Linked DNA regions of Mus musculus: region 2 is linked to region 1. Evidence: chromatin contacts called from public Hi-C data. All regions are on one chromosome and are shown on one strand. Each heading gives the region's core, a stretch centred on a gene start, on an enhancer-like site or on the middle of the called end of the contact. The rest is flanking DNA. Distances are from core to core; before and after follow the strand shown. Region 1 holds the start of Fbxo48 (F-box protein 48). Region 2 holds the start of Rab1a (RAB1A, member RAS oncogene family).

What was found. Hi-C and Micro-C count contacts between places; a contact is called where the count stands out from the background.
Region 2: a contact with region 1 is called in a Hi-C map of B cells, with 5 read pairs. The contact joins the promoter of Rab1a here to the promoter of Fbxo48 in region 1. A contact is called at or near these places in 2 of 484 Hi-C or Micro-C datasets (B cells and uterus).

The regions. Positions count from the first base shown.
Region 1 is chr11:16,949,908-16,952,983 of GRCm38.p6, reverse strand. Fbxo48 (F-box protein 48) reads right to left here and starts at 1,574. Exons shown (of 4, transcript NM_176982.2): 1 at 520-1,574. It overlaps Eldr (Egfr long non-coding downstream RNA), which reads left to right and starts at 1,702. Exons shown (of 4, transcript NR_110425.1): 1 at 1,702-1,964; 2 at 2,054-2,102.
Region 2 is chr11:20,199,909-20,202,984 of GRCm38.p6, reverse strand. It overlaps Rab1a (RAB1A, member RAS oncogene family), which reads right to left and starts at 1,573. Exons shown (of 6, transcript NM_008996.4): 1 at 1,333-1,573. The coding sequence starts at 1,355.

The sequences.
Region 1 (3,076 bases), core at 325-2,824:
TTTAGTAATAATGACTACTTTAGTGTTTATTAAAAGTCTCTATGTGAACTGATGCTTTACCATTGGTTTCCTCACCTTCGAGCTAACAGAGTCACAAACCTGCTGGTCCTTTAGTAATCTGTATAAGAACTACTTAACCGTTTGGATGTAGTGGACAAGTGCATACTCTTGACATCAGTTTACCCAAAATAGTCCAGGATGAAGTCCTGACCATAATTATGGAGTCTCATATATTCAATTACACTTCAAGAGTGGTGTCTTAGAAATCAATCTATCTTATGTGCCTAATTATGAGCTAAGGATCACTGTCCCCAAATCTATTACTGAGTGACAAGTACAATCTAAGTAGTTCATAATTCAGCTAGGAATAGTATATAGCTATAGATGTAAAGCCTTATTCCAGCTAATGTTCTCAAGGACCACAGTGGAAGCTTCTGGAAGCTTCAAGGCTGCACACATCATCCTGGGCCATGTTGCAATATAAGCACAATTTGTGTTTACCTACTTTATAATACTTACAGTTCCTTTTGTGGTGGAGAATCAGGATACAATAGGCATTTGATGTATAGCTAAATATCTCTTCATTCAGTGACTAACAATTCCCTTTTCAGATGCACTACTCGAGTCTTTGTAGTTAGTAACATCATGGTGACTACCTTTGGTTAGGCTGTTTATGATCCAAACTGGTTGTGGTTAGAACTGTAATGTCTGAACTGAACAGGGGCTTCCTTTAGAAATAGAAAATAGAAAGCAACTTGGTGTGCAAAAACAAGACAAAACCCACAAGATCAAGTATTTGCAACGAACCTTCTCCCCTCCTACCACTGGTACAAACTAAAGGCAAAGTGTCATCTTTGAAACTAAGTTTCTATTAGGAGGTTACACTACACTCAGATGTTTGCTGTTTCTCCCAGGCTCTCCCTAGGAATAAAATCTTTCCTTCTGTCAAAGGAATTCCACAAGAGGCAGGAAGTTTTTCAATTGAACATTCTGTGGTGCCTTGGTCATATTCCCAAAAATCTCACTAGGAATCTTCTAAATTATCTCTCTTGAATGCCTCGAAAGCTATTCCTTGTATGTCGCCTCTTTTTGAACCAACCTTGCGGAAATATTGCGTTAGCTTGCGGTCCTCCCACCTCCTTTTCAAAGATCTGCTTCTATGTATGTGTATTGCCGGTTTGCTTGCAAACAAGTCTCAGCACACAGTGCGTGCGCTGCCCGCAGGAGCCAAAAGGGGGGTGGGATCCCCGAAATGGAGTAACAGTCAGTGGCAAGACCCCTCTGTGGACACTGGGAACTAAACCTGGGTCTTTGAGAAGAGCGGTCACTCTGGGCCACCTCCAGCCCCTCCATCCACCGTCCTGTCAAATGTCACTAGGAGTGAGCAAACCGAGAAAGAGCATCGTCGGGCAAGACTAGTTCTCAGGGAGCCCACACCAGTCCTGGCGAGCGCAACCACATCCCTGTGCTGTGAGGACAGGCAGGAGAAGCGACCGACCACAGCTGAGCACGCTGGTCCCTGTGCAGGGAAGGGCAGAGCTGCCTCTCCTACCTAAAGGCGCGGTGCCGGCTCCTCCCGCGATTTCAGTCCTCCGGATTTGAATCTTTTCCGGAAGGCCTTCATGTCCCGCCCTCTCAAGCCTCGCTCCACCCATTTGCATGCGCGGTGCCTTCTGGGATTGGTAGTTTACCCTGCGTTTCATCACCGTAAGGGAAGGAAAGAAAGGAGGCCCAAGTCACTGCAAGGTCCAGCGTCCCCGCTGAGTGACAGCGGGCACATGGGCGGGACTTAAAAGAGCGGGACTTACAAAGGGCGGGACTTACAAAGGGCGGGACTTGCAAAGGGCGGGACTCCCAAAGTGCTTTGGTAGCTAGCGAGGGCTTTGAGACGGCCGAGAGTTTGAGCGCCAAGGCTCTCTCTCCCCAGGGGACTCTGCAACCTGACTAGGTGCTCCTTCCCTGAGGTGTGTGCTCGACAAAGGTTGCTGAAAAAGTTCACGTTGAAATTTTTTTTGATGATAATATCGTGTTACTCATTTCCTTTGTTTCTTAGCATAGTAACATTCCAGGGAGCTGCCCGGGGAAGCTTAACGCTCGATGCGGTATGTATTCTATCTAGTAGCATCTTGCAAAAATATAGTGAAATATCAAGGACTACCGAGACTGCTATATACGATGGAATTGCAAACCTTTCAGCTTATGTGGTTATTAAGTTAGCTGAACATTGTAGTTTTGTTCCCAGAGAAGATATTTGCTAGCATTCAACATTTACCCCTTGCCAGTCTTTCGTGCAGTTCTGTATTTCTCTAAGACTGCTTTTGCATATTACACCCTTACGGCCTTTAGTTTGAACATTCTATATGTCTCTGATTATAAAGATGTTGAAGCTAAGAGATACTTGTTTACTTAGGCCTAATGGCAGAAAGCATCCTGGGGAACTTTCCAGGATGTACATATATATACATAGAAACGCTCAATATCCCCTGTTATGGATTCAAGAAACTGTGACTCCCCTGGGAAGACACATTTAAGAGCGGACTACCTCGTGTATTGAGCTTCTTCACATTCCCAGTTAATGTCTGAAATAAGAAGTCAGAGACTTACCAGAAGGAACAGACCTTGGGGTGAGAGCTGAGGGAAGGGAGCTGCTTTCATAAAAAACACCAATCCGATCAAAGCCATACATCCCACTAGCTGGCATAAGAAAGCCTATAGCTTTCTATAGAAGATATGAGTCAGAAATACAAGGAAAGAGGAAATGGTGTGTGTGTATGTGGTGGTGGTGGTGGGGGGGTGGGGGGAAGGGGGCACCATTTGGTGTGTGCTGGTTGGTTTTTGTCAACTTGACACCTTGGAAGAAGGAACCTCAAATGAGGAATTGTCTCACTCGGACTGGACTGTAGGCAAGTTTATGGTGGCATTTTCTTGATGATAGATCTATGGCGAGCCCAGCCCACTGTGGGCAGTATTGCCGCAGACTATCGCCTTTTTGGGTCTCCTATCTGTGTGGAACGGGTCTCTGGTTGCAGGTGGACAAGGAGTCGGCGAATGACAAACAGAAGCGACAGATGAGATT
Region 2 (3,076 bases), core at 324-2,823, 3.3 Mb before region 1:
AAGTATGTAAAATTCTACCAAGATACTAAGACCTCTGCTTAACACAAACGGAAAAACCATTTCAGTATTAAACCAGTCTTAGAAAACCTGAACTTAGAATGTCTTTTGCAAGAGTCATGTGACACGCACATGACAAGTCAGCCGAGCTGATGGTTGGACCTTTCATGGGGGCACACTTAGCGGTAACTGACCAAAGCAACAAATAAAGCCCAGCTTTTACGGCAATAGTGATTTCTCTTATTAAAAACCAACAAAAATCCCTCTCCCTTAAAGATTTCTGACACTAAAGTATAATAAAAATGGCATCTCTTAAAGTTATTTTCATATATGGAAACCATAGGAGAATTTTGGGTTCAAAGAGAGAGCCTAACAATGTCTATCCAAGAAAGGAGAAGCGCAGTTCCCATGAAAGGTGCCAGGTGTGTCACATCTGCTACAGTGACTTCTTGAGTAAGCAAGAAAAAGGAATGCATTAACTTTTCATGACACGTCATGGAACCTCATTTCCTATCTACAGGCATTCAAGCAGGTAATCTAAAACCTACATACAACTCTATCATCAAAGGCCCCATTAGTTTCTTTTCAAAACTGTCTGCAAACTTGTACTTTAACTTGGTGGTACCAGGAAGACATTTCTAGTTTATTTTTAGTTCAGTTTTGTTCTTCTTTTTCTTCTTCTTAACCTACTGGAGACAAAAGGTGACTGGGAGACTCATGTCTCCCCTAAACCAAAAATTTCACAAATGTCCAGGATTTTGTAAGGGTCACGTCTCACAAGTCTCACAGAACTCTCCCAGGAGACAAGCCCAAAAGAAAACTAAACATTATAAATAGCTCCTCACCATCTCCTCATCCCCCTCAAGCCCACGCAGTCCCAAGAAGCATCCATATTACCTAAAACCCAACAGGGAGAGAGCTCTAACAAGCTCGGGATTTACAAGTAAAGCCGACGCTGACAGCTCCGCAGAGCCGGCGCAGGGTCTGACAGTGCCCTCTAGCAGAGCTCTCCCACCTACCTCCCCTTAAAACCAAGTCCTCCTCCAGCCGTCACTGCCTCCAGAGACGCGCCCCTCCTGGCTACTGTCCGAGGCCCTCTCCCCAACGCCCAGCCGCGGCACCTAGCTCCCCGCCGGCTGCGGTCGGGACCCGGCCCGCAGGCCCGACCCCTCCCCGCTGCGCTGCGGCCCTCGGCCTTCAGACAATGGGGCCCTCAGGCTGCTCCGTCTCCTTCGCCCGGCCGACCTTCCCGGCGCTGCGCAGCGAACCTCCCGGCGGCCCTCACCCCCGGCCGGCCGCTCTCACCCCGGCCCGCCCCGGCTCTCCTGCACTCACTATTCGGGATTCATGCTGGACATGTCACTGCAGCTGCCGCCGCCGCCGCCGCCACCACCGCCCTTGCTGACGCAGCCGCCGCCCCAACTCTCCGCGCCACAGGTAATGGAAAGGGAGGAATGAGCTAAGCTGTTCCGGTAGAGCAAACGTCGACCCCACTCCGACCCTTAGAACACAATCAGCAGCCGCCGCCACTCAGTGATCGCTTCCACCCAAAATGGCCGCCGGCGAACCAGGAACTGGGGAAGCCTAGGCCAAGGGGCCTGGCGCGGCCCAGAGGGCGGCAGCGTCGCGGGGCACGCTGGGAAAGAGAGTCATGAGCACACCGCGCGCTGGGCAGCCCGACCGGGCCGAGGGCTGTCTGCACTCAGCTTCCCACTAGGCCCCGCGCCCTGAACGCATGCGCACTTTCGAGCTTGTAGCCCGCCCCGTCCCGATTCCCTCACCCCCACACCCCGCCCTTCCTGCTCCCCTCCCCGCTGGCCTGCTGGCTAGGACTTCGCTCGGACTCCCCCTAGCGGATTGGCTAAGGCCGACCGGGCTGTGTTGATGTCATCAGTGAGACGTGGCAGCAGGGCGAGTCGGTGCCCCATCGGGAGGGGAGGAGGAAGGAACTCGGCGGAGGGCGGTGCCGCAGCAGAGGGGGAGGGGGCTCCCAGGAAGCCTGGGACAGTGAGGAGGGGTGGAGACAGCTTGACGAGCTCTGCTCAGGCAAGACCACAGGGGCCATCACCATCAGGGTCTGAGGCTGCTCTAAGGACAGCAGGAAACTCAAGCGGCCTCTGTAGACCTTGCGCTTTCTCACTCACCCGACTCCTTCTCTAATTTTTTTTTTTTTTTTTTTACCGTTTTACTCTAGCAACTTGATGTTGCAATAGCTGCAAATGGACCCTGTTCTAGTCTCTCTTCTGCTCACACAGCCAGATTTCCCTGTCTGAAACTGCTCCTCCATCTCGACCTCCAACCTTTAACATTGTGCTGTTGAGACACAGGCTAAAGTCAGCCTTAACCAGTCTTCTCCTCCTACTTGAGGCCTAGACTTAAAAGTTGAATTGTTTTCCGGGATAGGGTTGGGTTGGGTTGGGTTGTTAAGTTTTGTTTTTGTTTTTTTTGAGGGGGGGGGGTTGCAGTTGCTTTTGCTGCTCTTTGTTTTTTATTAGTACTAATTCTGTGTCCGTCTGCACAACTGGGCAGTAATAAGTATTTTTTTTTAAGCCATGAAACTCTTCAGTACGGACTCCAGAACTAATATTAATACATTTTTTTAGACCTAATGGTGTCAACTTTAATCAGCTCAGGAATTTAAATCTCCGCTAAACTTTAACGCATTATCTTGCGTTATTTATTACAAAGGGCATAGTATAATACACTGACCAAAGTTTATCTTCCAACTTGTTCTAAGCAAGAATATTATCTCCTGGGGCCAACTGTAGATTTACTTTTAATTTCTGAATTTCTGTGACATCAAAATATGCAAAAGAGGCTGTTCTCATGACTAACCATATACTCAGAACATATTTACACATCCCTCTGGCGTTCCTCCGTGTGTCCTGACAGCCTCATCAGACCACACATACATAGTTTTGGGAGTTTTCTTGTTATTGTCTGGGTTTTGGTTTTTGGTTTTCTGAGGCAGAGTTTCTCTGTGTAGCCCTAGCTGTCCTGGAACTCCCTCTGTAGACCAGGCTGGCCTCGAACTCAGTGTTTCCCTGGCCTCTGCCTCCTGGGTTCTTTTCCATACTAA